Linked DNA regions of Mus musculus: region 2 is linked to region 1. Evidence: chromatin contacts called from public promoter capture Hi-C data. All regions are on one chromosome and are shown on one strand. Each heading gives the region's core, a stretch centred on a gene start, on an enhancer-like site or on the middle of the called end of the contact. The rest is flanking DNA. Distances are from core to core; before and after follow the strand shown.

The links. Promoter capture Hi-C pulls out the DNA fragments that hold promoters and counts their contacts.
Region 2: a promoter capture Hi-C map of pre-B cells shows a contact between it and region 1, with 3 times the contacts expected there. The contact joins the promoter of Fam193b here to the promoter of Cks2 in region 1. A contact is called at or near these places in 3 of 39 promoter capture datasets (liver and pre-B cells).

What each region holds. Positions count from the first base shown.
Region 1 is chr13:51,641,068-51,648,727 of GRCm38.p6, reverse strand. Cks2 (CDC28 protein kinase regulatory subunit 2) reads right to left here and starts at 3,496. Exons shown (of 3, transcript NM_025415.3): 1 at 3,257-3,496. The coding sequence starts at 3,315. It overlaps Gm52049 (a long non-coding RNA gene), which reads right to left. Exons shown (of 3, transcript XR_003950639.1): 2 at 6,134-6,227; 3 at 5,411-6,047. Gm22806 (a small nucleolar RNA gene) reads right to left here and starts at 529; the gene lies at 394-529.
Region 2 is chr13:55,567,051-55,574,710 of GRCm38.p6, reverse strand. It overlaps Fam193b (family with sequence similarity 193, member B), which reads left to right and starts at 3,591. Exons shown (of 11, transcript NM_145382.4): 1 at 3,591-5,006. It overlaps Gm31364 (a long non-coding RNA gene), which reads right to left and starts at 3,615. Exons shown (of 2, transcript XR_873486.2): 1 at 3,286-3,615; 2 at 236-975.

The DNA of each region.
Region 1 (7,660 bases), core at 2,247-4,746:
ACAGGGTTTCTCTGTATAGCCCTGGCTGTCCTGGAACTCACTTTGTAGACTAGGCTGGCCTCGAATTCAGAAATACGCCTGCCTCTGTGCTGGGATTAAAGGCGTGCGCCACCACACCGGGCTCCCCCCCACCCCCCAGTAATCTTTTTTTCCTACTAATGGATCTAACATATAATTTAATGAACAATTAAGCTAAACCAGTAATGTATAAGTATTATACAGAAATCTTAGAATCTCATGGAGACTTAGCCATATCTATCACTAATGACTCAGCTGTTTCTTTGAGACCCGCCCCCACTCCTTATCATGCTGCAGTGGAAACTGGCCTCAAACTATCTTTTTGCCTTAGGCTCCCAAGTGCTACAATTACAGAATTGGGTACAACATCCATCCAGGTGTTTCTTTCTAATGAATTGACCATTAGACTTACAAATTTCTGCAATGGCCAACAGACCATAGAAAGATATTTCTTTAGGCTCCTGCTTGAAACCAACAGCTTCAGTAAACTGCGGCCTTGATTCAGGGCCAAAACAAACAAACACAATTTTAACACATATATACACAAGCAAATTTGTACCCTAGCCTGCATAAAGCATTGTCACCACAAAGTATCTCTAAATTTCAGCCTCACTTTAATTACCCCTGGTTTTAACTTTACACAAAGTTAGCAATTAACATTTTTTGACCAGTATAAGTCAAGTCTGAGATGGAGGTGCAAATTCAGCTCTGGACTTTTGGAATTGGGATAGTGCAGTCCATAGTCCACTCTAAGCACCAAACTGCCCATAACAGGTTTTAAGCTGTGGATTTGAGCGCAGATAATCCTTAACCAGCTTTACCACAAGGCCGATGACTACGTGCCATCACTGCCATTTCCAGGCACATATTAAATAAATATTCTTACCCACACAAGTTACCACTCATTCTTGAAATACTGCTTAATGTTTTTGTTACTGTTACTGCTTTGCTGCTATATATCATAGTGGAGGAAGGAAGGATTGCCAAGTTTCAGGGCACCTATTTGAGTTCAGAGAGACTTCCAATAATCAAGACTGTACAAAATAACCCATGACCTTATCTTTCCACTGATATCAGTCTTTGTTGTTGTTTCTGGGGTTTTTTTCCCCGTTTTTTTTTTTTTTTTTTTTTGAGACAGGGTTTCTCTGTATAGTCCTGGCTGTCCTGGAACTCACTCTGGGATCAGGGTGGCCTTGAACTCAGAAATCTGCCTACCCCTGCCTCCCAAGTGCTGGGATTAAAGGCGTGCACCACCACTACCGCCCGGCCACTGATATGCCTTAAGTGACAGACATTATGCTTGTCAATTAGCTTTCACAAACAGTACTGTCTCTACAAGGCATTCAGATACAAGGAGCCTCAAGTATCTCCTACCTGATAAGTCATGTCAAGAGGCTGCACTTCATATGGGGTCATTTATAATGTACATGATTTTATTTGTATATTACTACTGATCATGTACCAGGAAAACTATTCTCAGAACCCAGTTTTTGTTGGAATACAAAAAGTGCAATATATGACTCAAGTGCAAAGAAATCCTCCATTTTATTTCTGTAAGGACAGGCTGGGCCTGATGACACACAGGTCCCTCCCCGGACTAGTAAGGCAGATGCAGCTAGAGCTGTCTACATGGAGTTCCAGGACACCCTGGGTTATGGAGACTCCCTCAAAAATGCCCAAAAGGACTCCCATGATATTTGAGGAGCAGTCTACTCTGTTCCTAGTAATCACCCCTTCACAAAATCACTAAGTTTTGAACTTTATCCAACACACATAGTTCTACTATAAACAAAACACCCTAGACTCACACCTCTGTGTCATATCACCAGTACACAGTCCCTGTCAAGAGCACCTCTCTAATTCTTTTGTAAAGGTTGGTCAGTTAAGCTCAAGCTAGTGTGGCAACACACCCACCATCTCAGCAACTGCTAAGGCAGAACAGCAAGCTTAAACACTTCATGTTTCAAAATAAAACACTTTTTTTGACCTCTGGATTCCAGTGGGTAATAAACTAGCTCCTACTTTATATTGGAGTAAAATACTTAAGACAGACCAGCAGTTGCTCCCCAAAACACGCACAACTTATATACTCCAAGTTTAGAAACTAAAACTATCTCACTTTGACAACTAAAGAAATGTATATAAACCCATATGCTAAACATTTCCATCCAAATAATTATTTGCCTAATTTAGAAAGACAGTACAATTACTTTCGGTCATTTTTGGATATTTCCAAACCAAGTTCTGAGTTACTATAACGACCAAATATTAAGCCAATTATCACATGGTTACCATTGTGAAGTTTGTAATTACTATGTAAAGACTGTTATGTATTTAAATTTTTTAGTAAGGGGGAAAAAAAAAACCCATGAGACTTCCCTACTTAAGAACATTCAAGTTTATAGCATTAGTGCATCGTCAAACAGCCTGGAAAAAGTTTTCTGGCTGTGAAGACTTCTACACTAGCGGACTGAGAGAATGGGGGGTGGGGCGGTGAAGCCACTCTTTTAAAAAGTGTCTCATCCCTCAAACAGCATTCTGGACACTAACCTAAAAGGGCAGCAAACAGAAAACAAGGTCACTATTTGCCCAAGGGAGGAACAGGTTTTACCCACCTGGAGTCCTTGACTGTGTCCCAGAATGCAACGCTCTAATCCCAACCCAGAAGAACCCAGCGACGGAAAGGCCTTTGAAACCACACCCCAAGTCATAAGGGATACAATAAAGTTAACTACAATCCTCCCTTACTTTCCACAATCCCATTTGCTAATTATATTAACGTAGGTACTACCTTCCTGCGCATCTCAGGATTTAAAACTCAAAACTTCCTCAAAAGCCCCAAACGTGGCCAATATGGACTAGCAGTTGAAGGTAACGTAGCCACCACCACCCCAATCCTTCCGAAGGCAATCTCGAGTTTTCAATTTGATCTTGAAGCCCTTTAACAACGCCCCGTGTTACAGCGTCTGGAGCCGTTACCCATCAGACACTCGATAATGCCCGTCGGGTGCGTTTCCGGGGACTTCCCCTCCCGGCCAGTCCGGGCCAGTGCGGTTTGCGGTCGTGAACTCCCAGACTAGGCGCTGCCCACCCATCTAACGACTCCCCATCTCCTGCGATCCCCGCAACACTACACAAAGCAAGGCTGCCCGGACGGACGGAGGCCTCTAAGGGGGTCCGAGTCCCGACCACCAGGTCTGACCTCCCAGCGCGGCCCTCCTCCGCAGGCGCTCCTCACCGGTACTCGTAGTGCTCATCGAAGTACTTGTCTGAGTAGTAGATCTGCTTGTGGGCCATCCTGCCGGCGCGCAGAGGAGTAAGCGGGATCAGGAAACCGGGCGCAAGGGGCTCTACGTCCGCCTAGGGCCGACGCAACGACTCGAATGAGGCCAACGACCGCAGGCCCAACGCTCTGGATTTGAATCCGACAGCCCTCCGCCGATTGGGCGAAGCCACCAACCAATCACGCTCCGCGCAGACCTCGAGGACAGGTAACCAATCAGAAGCCTGTTGCAAGATTGCGAGGGCGGGAGTAAGGATTGGCTAACGATTCAGCGAGGAGCGCCCGGCGACCCCAAGAGATATTGAGAAGGGCGGAGCCGAGTCGTTAAGTGCCTCGCAGCGCGTGCGCAGTGGTTTAGAACGTGCCTGGGGGCAGAACCGTTGGGTGGTGGGCGGACACGAGATGAGGTATCCGGGGCTCTGGGGGCCGGAGCGGCACGAGACGCCTGGGGGGCGGTCTCTGTGGTCAGGGAAGTCCAGCTGCGGAGCGTTCCAGAGGGTAAGGTGCCCTCCGCTGCCCCTGATGGCAACGCTAATTACGCTTGGCTGCGAGCTAGTCCCATCTTAAAAAGATGTGCTCATGTAAAAGGAAGTTGAAAGGGTGTTAAGTCGTGGTTTCGTGCAGCAAGTTACATATAACAACCATTTTCTACAATGAGCAGGTGTCATTTTTCTTTTAATATTTTTGCGATTTGTTGCAGTGGATGAATTGCTCTGGTGTGGCTGTTAGGATAACAAAGTAACCCACGGCAGCTGGGCGTACTGGCCCACACCTTTAATCCCTGTACTCCAATGCCAGGTCAACACCCCTCCCTCCTCCTTTTTTTTTTTTAGTTTGGTTTGGTTTTTGTTTTTTCGGAGACTGGCTTTTCCTGTGTAGCTCTGGCTGTCCTGGAACTCACTCTGTAAACCAGGCTGGCCTCGAACTCAGAAATCCATTTGCCTCTGCCTCCCAAATGCTGGGATTAAAGGCGTGCGCCACCACCGCCCGGCTGTTTTTTGTTTTGTTTTGTTTTGTTTTGTTTTTGAGACAGAGTTTCTCTGTGTAGCCCTGGCTATCCTGGAACTCGCTCTGTACACCAAGCTGGCCTCAAACTCAGCGATCCTCCTGCCCCTGCCTCCCCAGTGCTGGGATTAAAAGTGGATGCCCCATCACCGTCCAGCTTCAGCCTAATATCTTTAACAGATGGTAGGATAGCAAAGTGTGATCCTGTCTAAAATAATAAAAACGGAAGTCAGCATGTAACTACAATTTTATTTTTTTATAGAGTTGGGTAATCAGGTGCCTGCAATCTTTTAACGACAGGTTTCCCGACTTCACTTGGCCCTCAGTTAAAGAGAACACAAGATCGTCTGACTTCTTGCACAACTTTAAAGTTATTTTTAGCACTAAAATAATAAAGGTGCTAATTGCCTACCGATATTATCACGTGAGACAACAGGTGGGATTAAAATTTCAACATGTAAATAGGAGGATGTAAGCATACACTCTATAACACAAATAATATGGAGGTATGAGTTCTGTTCTGAAAGATCTTTAATTACTATCTAAGCAGTGGTTCTCAACCTTCCTGATGCTGCAGCCCTTTGATGCAAGTGGTGATCCTTAACTTTATAATATTTTGTTGCTACTTCATAACTATAATTTTGCCACTGTTATGAATTGTAAATCTCTGATACTCAGCTCCCATGGGAGTCTAGTAGATTGAGAACAGCTGATCTAGAGAAAGTGCCCTGCTTTCCAAGTCTCCACTGATAGGGAATCCTTTAGATCTCCTGCTCACCAGAACGGACATTGGCTTACACATTGTTTCCCTGCACTATTTATTCTCCATGCAGTGAATGTAGAGAGCATACTTACTTTGTTTATTATCCATGTCTAGAGCACAGTAGAGTCCCTGTGCATGGTGGATACTCAATAATGAGGTTCTTAAAAAATATACCAGCCAGCCGTGGTGGCGCGAGTCTTTAATCCCAGCACTTGGGAGGCAGAGGCTTGAGTTTGAGACCAGCCTGGTCTACAGAGTGAGTTCCAGGACAGCCAGGGCTACACAGAGAAACCCTGTCTCAAAAAACCAAAAAAAAAAAAAAAAAAAAAAAAAGAAGAAGAAGAAGAAGTAGTCGTCGTCTCTATTCCTAGATAAATAATCTGGGAAAGGAAAAGGAAATCTTTATAGCAGATGTATTTTGAAAGACAGTTGCCAGGCATGTTGGCTCACTCTCTTATCCCATAGGTCAGGAGGCTAAGACAAAAGGATTGCTAAGAGTTCAAGGTCTCTCTGGGTTACATAGTACCAGTCAGCTAAAGTTAACAAAGTGAGATTGTGTTCTCAAGAAACAAATGAGAGGCTGGGCAGTGGTGGCCCACGCCTTTAATCCCAGCACTTGGGATTAAAGTAAGTAAGTAAGTAAGTACTATAAAGCAAAAAGTATTCTAATAGATGCAGAAAAATAATAAAATTCACATACATATAATTCAAACTCAATAAGTCTACCTACCAGGCACTGATTAATACTACTCAGAAATTATAAGAAGGGGAAAGTTTAACTGGGAAGAGTATCCATAGAGACCGATGTTAACATAATTCTTATCAAGAAACATTAGAAGTAGTCCCTTAAGGTTTCTCTGTTAGCTTTGTCAACAGCAGGAAGTTCAACTTGCCAGTGTAGACAGTGTATCCTCAGTCCCTCTCAGGAACCTCATCCTGTGTACCTGCGTCCTTGATGTCCGCCACAGTAACAGATCCCTGAAAGGGAAGTTACACATTTACAAACTAGGCAGCAAAAACACACCCTTGAAGAGTTAGTTACATGCAAGTGTTACTGCCCTTACCCAATAGAATAGTCTAAGTGACATCTGAGACTAGTCCCTAGGAGGCGTAACAGCTTCGACTTTCTCCGGGAAAGCTTGCTTTCATCTGGAAGACCTATAGGGAAGAGTCGTCTTTTGATTAGTGCCAGCTGCCTTGAATTCAGTACAAACAGAGAGAAATGAAGCAATGGCCCAATCCTGTGAGTTCAAATATCCAACACTCATGTAAAGAGCCGGTGCGGCCATGCATGGCTGTAACCCCTGCGTTATAAAGGGGGGGTGGGGTGGGGGAGTGGAGGCAGGGCGATTGCTGAGGCTTGTTTGCCTCCAGTCTAGTCCTAGGTTCATAGATCCTGTCTCAAAGGGAATAAGGCCAAGAATAGTAGAGCAAGACATTCAGCTTTCTCCTTCAGCTTCCGTATGAACACCACTAACACACATTCACACCACACACACACATACACTTTTAGGCTAGAAAGATGGCTCAGTAGGTTAAGGTGTTTGCCACTACTCTGGTAACCCGAGTCCAGCCCAGAGGACACAAACGGTGAAAGGAGATAAATGCCCCTACAAAGCTGTCTCCTGTCTTTCCCTCATGCCAGAACACAAGCACCTCGCCCGATAGATAAATGTAAATAAATAAAAGGAATTAAAGCTCTTTCTCTGTGCACGGTTGACAGTTCTTTTACCTTCTGTTTACTAGTGTGTGTTAGATTGGCTCATTGTCACTAAGTTCACTGTTGCCTTTCAGTGTATGGAATATTAATTGTACAAAATGAAGGGCTACATCGTATTTTCTTAACCGTGTATCAAACTTGTTACTTGCTTATAGTCACTAAAAATACTAAAAACTAAAAACAGAACTGTCCTAGGATCTTGAGATACTTGACAAGATGCAATTTAAAAACGAACATTGGATTTTACTTAGAAAAATTCATGCCATCTAACATCACACTGACTCCCTTGCTTTTTTGTGCGTTCCTCTTCTCTGGTCTATTGTCCTCATAAAATGAATTGAGGTGGTTTTCCTCTTTTTCCTCTTTTTTTTTTTTTTTTTTTTTTTTTTTTTTTTTTTTTTTTAGTATTCAGACCAACTTGCTTAAAGATATAATTTATTTTGGTGTTATATCAATATATAACTCAAAAGCAGTTGTTTGTTTGTTTGGGTTTGCTGAGACTGGGTCTATGTAGCTGTGGCGTTTGGAAGCTCTCTCTGTAGATTAGACCCACCTGTCTCTGCCTCCCCAGAGCTGTGATTAAAGGTCTGTGTCACCACTCCTGGCTTAGCTCAACTATTTAAATGATCTTTTCTAATCCCTCTAAAAGTTCCAGAGTTTGGGACGTGCTACGATCTCATCACACCTCTGGATCTACCTGGTTATCTGTCCAGAGTCTTCTTCTAAGTGAAGCATATAGATGGGAAAGGGAGCTAAAATTATTATTATTATTATTATTATTATTATTATTTTCTTTGAGACAGGATTTCTCTGTATAACCCTGGCTGTCCTGGAACTCACTCTGTAGACCAGGCTGGCCTCGAACTCAGAT
Region 2 (7,660 bases), core at 2,342-4,841, 3.9 Mb before region 1:
TTACAGATGGTTGTGGGCCATGTGGTTGCTGGGAATTGAACTCAGGACCTCTGGAAGAGCAGTCTGTGCTTTTACTGGCTGAGTCATCCCTCCAACCCCAGTGGGGCTTCTTAAATGAGCCTCTCTGTGTTTTTTCCTCCGCTGTCTTTTTTTTTTCTCTCTGCAGCTAGCCACACCTGACCTCCTGAGAAACTGTGTTGCTAAGCAACCGTTTTTTTGGTTGTTTTTTTCTTTCTTTTTTTTTTTTACCAGCTGCTCTTACGACTTTTTTCTCTCTTAAAGGAACAGAACTAAGAAACTGCTCTGTATCCTGAGCACACTCGTTTCTCTTCTCATCCAAACTTTAAGTTTGGATTTCTGTCTCAGATTTTTTGTAAGTACTTTCCCGACATCCAGTGCCAAATATAACTGCACTGCCTCTCACCTGGGACTTTTCTAAGCTTGCATTCCATGCCCCATGTTGGGCGCCATATACCCTTAAGAGTTTTTGTTTTTGTTTTTTCCCAAGCTTTGTTCCCAGAAACGATGACTCTGAAACTTCTTTTATATAGATCAATAACTTTCACTTGGTTCCCTGACTTGCTCATATCTCAATAGTCCAGTTTATTCTATTCTAGAGCCACATGGTTGTTTACCTGCTTCTCAGATTTATGTGTCTGTCTCCTCAGAATTTGGGTGAATCTCTCATGTACCTGATTCATTTCCAGAATTCTTTCTCTCCCATGCAGGTGTGTTACCTTTGAATTCTGCCTCAGCTAACTGGCAAAAGGCTTTTCTATTGACAGGTGAATATTTATACACAGTGCACAATGACCTTATCCCTACAACTTCCCCACTACATGGCATTACCTACCATGTTGGTCTGACTCTGACACCTCCTCCATCTGATTCCTCATGTTGAGTCCTCATGTGGTCAACTGAGACCTTCCCTCTTTTAGGGTACGGAAGTCCCGCCTTATTCTCTTCTGTCCAGTTCTTTAATGACCAATCAGAAAATAATGGAGGGCAGTGTTTTACAAAATACCAAATCAGGAAATGCTTCATAATAATGCCAATACCAATTCTGGACTACATTTGGATCTCTGGGTACAGAATTCATCACTTAAATACACAGTGCTCAAAAACATCCTCAATATTGCCCCTTTTTAGTCTAGAAAAGGACTTTCTCTTAGATTAGTAAGGTATATATAATAAGAACAGTTATGGAAGCTATCAGGTAAAATTACTGTTGCTAACTGTTTCTAATGCTTTGTCTTATTTAGACTCTCACAAGCATTGTTTCCAGACACTGAGGGTCCATAGCTGGCTTTGATCAAGAATTGCCGTGCTGGGCGTGGTGGCACACGCCTTTAATCCCAGCACTCGGGAGGCAGAGGCAGGCAGATTTCTGAGTTCAAGACCAGCCTGGTCTACAAAGTGAGTTCCAGGACAGCTAGGGTTATACAGAGAAACCCTGTCTTGAAAAAAATCAAAACAAAAAACCAAAAAAAAAAAAACAAAAACAAAACCCAAAAAATAAAAATTAATCATTGGCTGGAGAGATGGCTCAGCAGTTAAGAGCACTGACTGCTCTTCCAGAAGTCCTGAGTTCAATTCCCAGCAACCACATGATGGCTCATAACCATCTGTAATGGGATCCGATGCCCTCTTCTGGTGTGTCTGAAGACAGCTACAATGTACTCATATACATAAAATAAATCCTAAAAATAAATTAAAGTCAGGGTTTCTATTTCTACACAAAACATCATGACCAAGAAGCAAGTTGGGGAGGAAAGGGTTTATTCAACTTATACTTCCACATTGCTGTTTTTCACCAAAGGATGTCAGGACTGGAACTCAAGCAGGTCAGGAAGCAGGAACTGATGCAGAGGCCATGGAGGGGTGCTGCTTACTGGCTTGCTCTTTTATAGAACCCAAAACTACCAGGCCTGGCATGGCACCACCCACAGTGGGCCCTTTCACCCTAGATCACTAATTGAGAAAATGTCTTACAGCTGGATCTCATGGAGGCATTTCCTCACCTGAAGCTCCTTTCTCTGTGATAACTCCAGCTTGTGTCAAGTTGACACACAAGTACACGTATGCGCGCGCGCGCGTACACACACACACACACACACACACACACACACACACACACACAGAAATGTTGGGCCTGAGGTCACACAAATAATGAGGCACAGGCCGCCACAATCCAAAGTCAAACAAAAGCAGCTTTTATTCACCAAGGGAAACTCTCACCAAGAGATCTAGCTGGACTAGAGATGCAGTTAGGCTCGGGAGCTGAAGCAATGAGCCCAAGAAGTGGGCTCACAGGCCTTTTAAAGCAGAAAACCACAACCAGGTATGAAGTGGAAGATTAGGGTGAGGGTCTAGGCAACCTTTACCATGGTTGGTTGTGGTTAGGGGGCTTTCCAGAGGTCCTGGTTCCTGATTGGTCTGTGGTGGCCCCTAGGTATTCCAGGGAAAGAAGGGTGGCAACTGTTTCAGGATCTTGGAGAAAAGGCCAGATGTTCCTCCCCTTCCCTGAGTGGTAGACTCTAGAACATTTGTGGTTTTTCTTGGAATTGGGGCCATGCAAAACGGAGGACAGACTTCAAGATGGAGCAAGTTAGGCCAAAGAAGTTTAACCCAGTCCCACCGACACACACACATACACACACATACCTATTAAAACAATAAGATAAATAGAGCAATTTTTAAAAATTGATTTACTTCTTGGTAGTCAAAGTTTCAGATTTTGTTCTGATTGATGTTATCAATATAAATTCCACGTGTAACTACTAAAAAGTTCCAGTTTCACTCGACAAGGCATAAGACAGCATTGGAAACTTAAAAAAAAAATACATATATTTTTTTGTTCCATGTGCCTGAATTTTTCTCCCCCTGTGGGAAGAAAATGGGTGGAGATGACATATTAACAACTAAAATGCTGAGCTATTAAAACATTTCTAATTTTGCTTTGTGGGTTAAAGACCTCTCTCGCACATACCACTTAAAAAAAAAAAAAAACATTGCCAGAGTATGTGCTTTAATCATTTCATCCTTGTCACGCCGATCCTATTATCTATTTAAGTGACCCCCTTCCCCATCAGCCTCAAGAACGACCTGAGTCTGGGTCCTGCAGTTCTGAGCACAGAACGTGGGGCTCCCAGTAAACGACAAGTAAAGACCTGCCTATTCTTTCGCCTCAGGCTGACCACAGGTGTGGTGGGATGATATCTAGGAATCTATGGTAGGCATTTTGCAGCCAGTGCTTGTCCATTGCAAAATGGGAATAATTCGTACCTGTTTCCAAGTGATTTAGGGAGGAGCCAAGAGATGAGCGTGAAAAGTTCGCAGCAAAAAGATTAGTAACTCACTCATTATTTAATGGATAATTAAGCTCCTAGGCCCGCTATTACAGAGCCCAATGTGTTTCTCCAGCCGATCGCAGCCTTTCGGACTAGTGCTTAGGACAGGATCTCGCCCGGGGCTGGTCTCCTGCGAAGCCCAGCGAGGTGGCCTTATTAAAAATGGCGCTGGCGGCTTCCGTGGCGACTGCGGCGGCGCGGACTGAGTGTGCCCTCTGACCTGTTGGCAGCAGGCGGGGAGGGGCGCCGGGCGCCGCCATATTGGCTGTTGTCCTGTGAGGGGAGCGGCGGCGGCGGCGGCGGCGGCGGCGGCGGCGGCGGCGGCGGAGGCGCGAGAGGAGCCAGCGAGCGGGGGAGCGGCGCAAGAGGCAGCATGACTCGGAGGCGGAGCAGGCCAAGCGGCGGCGCGGGCCGGCGGGAGCGGGCGCGGGCCGCGGGGCTGCAGAAGCCCCAGGCGCCCGAGCCGCAGCCGCCGCCGCCGAGCCTGGAAGCGGGAGCCGGTGCAGGGCCCCCGGAGGTGCCCGCCGAGCTGGATTGCGACGGTCCCCGAGAGGAAGAAGAGCCCAAGCTGGCTCCAGGCCCTCAGGTAGGATCGAGCAAAACGACTCCGACTGCCGGGCTGCTTACACCTCCCCAGAGCGGGAGCGGGAGTGGGGCGGGAGTGGGCATGGACCATACTGTGGGTCTGGGACCAAATCCCAAGTCCGGGGCAGATGCTTTCAACCCGCTTGCCGGGAGTGGAAGCTGGACCCCTCTCCAAAGCCAAAGCTCAGCCAACCCTCTTGCGACCCTTGTAAAGCTACCCGTTCAGGCCCTGCTCCGGAGCTAAATCTTCTGACCATTTATGCTCTCTGGGACTCGCTCAGGTCCCGAGACCACCGCTTAGTTCTCTGCCCTCCACTTCCCTTTGGAGCCACCTGATTCCCCCCTATCCCCTAGCCCCTAAAAGACCATCATCTCAGGGCGCTGGAACCTGCAAGGCTGCAGCCTCTGTGCGCCCCTCCACCCCCGCCCCCAGCAGCTTCATCCCTTCCCCTGCACGGTCTGCAGCCGCTACCCTCAACAGCTGTACCTCTCTGCATCTGCCTTCCGGGACCTCTCTCCTTTCCCTACCCAGCAGAACAGTTGGCGGCCCCAAAGACTGTTAGAATAACTCCACTAAAGAGGAAACCCTTGTTCTCCTCCTATCTCCTGTCCCATAAGGAGCCCCCACTCCCACCTCCAACCCCCGCCAGTCCACTAGTTTGGTGAATCCTGCGAGACTAAGAGTATTTGGGAGGATTCTCGGAAGCTTCCAGCTTGCCACCTGGAAGGTCACTTTCTTTTGAGCAAAAAGGAGCAAACAGGAGAGGCGGGGGTGGCGTGGGCCACAGTTGCTCAGGGAGGGTTGTGGCACCCGGGGCTGGGTGGCTCACCCTAAGCTTGCTCTGACAAAAGAGTTTTGAGTTGGTTTTTTGGCTGAGCCTGCCAAGGAAGGCAGGCCCCTGCAGGAGTCTTGGAGGGTCGGATGCAGCGCCCGGATGAGGACGAGGCGTGGCGGAAGATGCGTTTGGCTCTGCAGACACTGCATCGGGCAGCAGGGGACTCTGGGAGGCTGGTGCAGCCTGAAGGCATGGCTCTTGACAGCCTTCTAGTAGAATCTCTGGAATTGTGCATGTGAGTGGGGATGCCATTTGGGGTACCATTCCTGGAACGCTTTCCCTGACCTCCCCAGTTAAACCAAGTGCCCCCTCTGTGCCCACCACCCTCTTTGCTTCCCTTCAATGGCACCACTCCTTCTGTGATGAAACTTGTTGATGTGTCTGTCCCAAGCACTGAACAGTGAACACCACGGGCTGGGAGGATGCCCTTCGTGGGCTCCTCCACGCCTGTCCCAGGCTTTGCCTTTATGGAGAAGTAACTAGGTGAAGGAGGGGAAGGTTGAATCAGGCTAGAACCTGCACTTATTGTAACCTACTTTTGATGCTGGTCTCCTTTGTGTCTCGTATCACGGTGAGAGGATTTTTAATTAATGAAAGTATCTCAACTTCTTGGATGTCAGAAGCATACCCAACATCCCGCTCTGCAGCCTAGGCTGTCACAGGTTGCCCTGTGCTCCTGCTGGGTCTCCATTTCAACCAGACATTGCTTCCCCTTCTTACCTGTTTTGACCACCCCCCATCCCCGCCCCCAAAGAGTGTTGTTATCTAGAAGAGAACCATGCAGCTAGCTGTCTGTTTTCCTCTTTCTTTCCCATTCAGACATACAGTGCTCTAGAGCCCCTGTCACATAGAGAGCCCAGAAAGTTTGGATGGTGTCTTAACTGTCCAGTTTCATTGAAATGCAGTTGTCCCAAATTTGAACCTTCATTAGTACCTCTGATCCAGGTTTTTATAGATTCTTGTCTATAAAGAAAGACCTAGGATGGTTAGCATACCTTACTTTTATTTTGTTATTTTTAAAGATTTATTTATTTTATGTATATGAGTACACTGTAGCTGTCTTCAGGCACACCAGAAGAGGGCATCGGATCCCATTACAAGTGGTTGTGAGCCACCATGTGGTTGCTGGGAATTGAACTCAGGACCTCTGGAAGAGCAGTCAGTGCTCTTACCCGCTGAGCTATCTCTCCAGCCCGCATACCTTCCTCCTCCCCTTCCCACCTCCCCTGTGCTCTCCTCAGCACCTAGCACTGATTTGATGCATTAGCCAACTGATCTGGTTCTTTGTCTGCTTTTCCATGTACACTGTAGAGTGCAGGAGCTTTGTCAACTAGTCACCAGATCCCTGTCCTAGTGACTAACAGATATTAGTAAACAGACTAGAGGATATAACTACAATTACCCCGTTCTCAGATGGGAAAACAGAAACCCACAGCAATTAAACATTTACCCAAATGACTCCCACTTACAAACAAGAGGCAAAAAAACTCCAATCAAGTAAAAATTCACTCTTACACACACAAGGGAGCTGAAAGACCAGCTCTGATTGGACTCCGCTTTTTGCTAAGGGTAGAAATGAGAGTCAAGATACAGCTTTTTGTGCTCTGGTCAAAAGTTCTTGTTGTCAGGGTAGAGGCTGGACATTGCTCTGTCTACTGTCATATCTTTCTTAAGGATCTTGGTTTGTAACCCCCCTCACTTTTGTCTGGATGTAGAGTGAATATGAAAGGTAAAATTCAATGTTACCTGCTGAACCAAGTCTATGGGTGGCAAATAAGACTACATCCAGCCCACAGACTTATTCTAAGATCCAAAACCCATACACTGTTTTTTTTTTTTTTTTTTTTTTTTTTTTTTTTTTTCTTAACGTAAGTGGGTGTTTTGAAGCAACTGTGTGGCAGGGGGGCAGTAGTTTGTGCCTGTAATTCTATTCTAGCGCCTGGGAAGCTAAGGCAGGAGGATAGCCTTGAATTCAATGCTAGTCTGCACTATATAGCAAGTTACAGGCCAGCCTAGCCTACATCACCCATTTTGATAACTATAGGAAAAAGTGAAGCAGAGGATGTTTCATACCCATATCTGTGCCTCTTAGAATCCTGAAGCATTGCTCGTGCTGAACCCGCGTCTCTCTAAGTCATCCTGAGTGCTTGGGTGGCAGTGCTTCCTTAGGTAGCCTGGCTCCAGCTTGGTTCTCTGTAGCTCTTAGCTCACTCGTGTGACTTGGACACTTTCAGATACAATCTCTTAAGATTATTTGGGATCCCAAAAGGCCTTTCAGTTGTTCTAGCTCACTAAATCTGGTCTATCGCCCAAATCCTCCAACCCTTTTACTTGGAGATAAAGCTTAAATAGGTACTGTTCTATTAGCAAAGGATGGTGGAAAGGCGGAGGCAGGTCAGCTCACAGACCTTCAGAGCAGTCCAAGGAGGCCGTGAGAACAGCCTGACAGACTTGAATTTAACTCCCCCCTCCCCACCTCCCGCTTTGTGTCTCAGAGCTGCTTTCTTTCCCTATTTGAGCCTTGTCAACAAGAGAATGTGAAAGCAGCCTAGGATGGTGGCAGGACCTGTGTAGTGTGCCCAAAGCCAGCCTTACCTACTACTTGTACCAGCTGATTTTGGTCCTAACCATTCAGCTCGCAGCCTGTGTGCGTGCTTAGAACCCAGGAGGCATGCTAAGGAGCCTGGGCTTCTTGGCGGTGAGCTCATCCTGCCCTTCCCCTCCCGTCTCTCCAGCATCTCCTGGGACAGTCCAGTTTAGTGTGAAGGGCCTCCAGAGACCTGGTTCTTGCAGTGCTAAGAGGAAATCTGTTCCCTTGAGGAACTGGCTGAGGTGATCAGTCAGTACGGTTATTGAAACCATTTCATTATGTTTAATTCACTCAGCAAG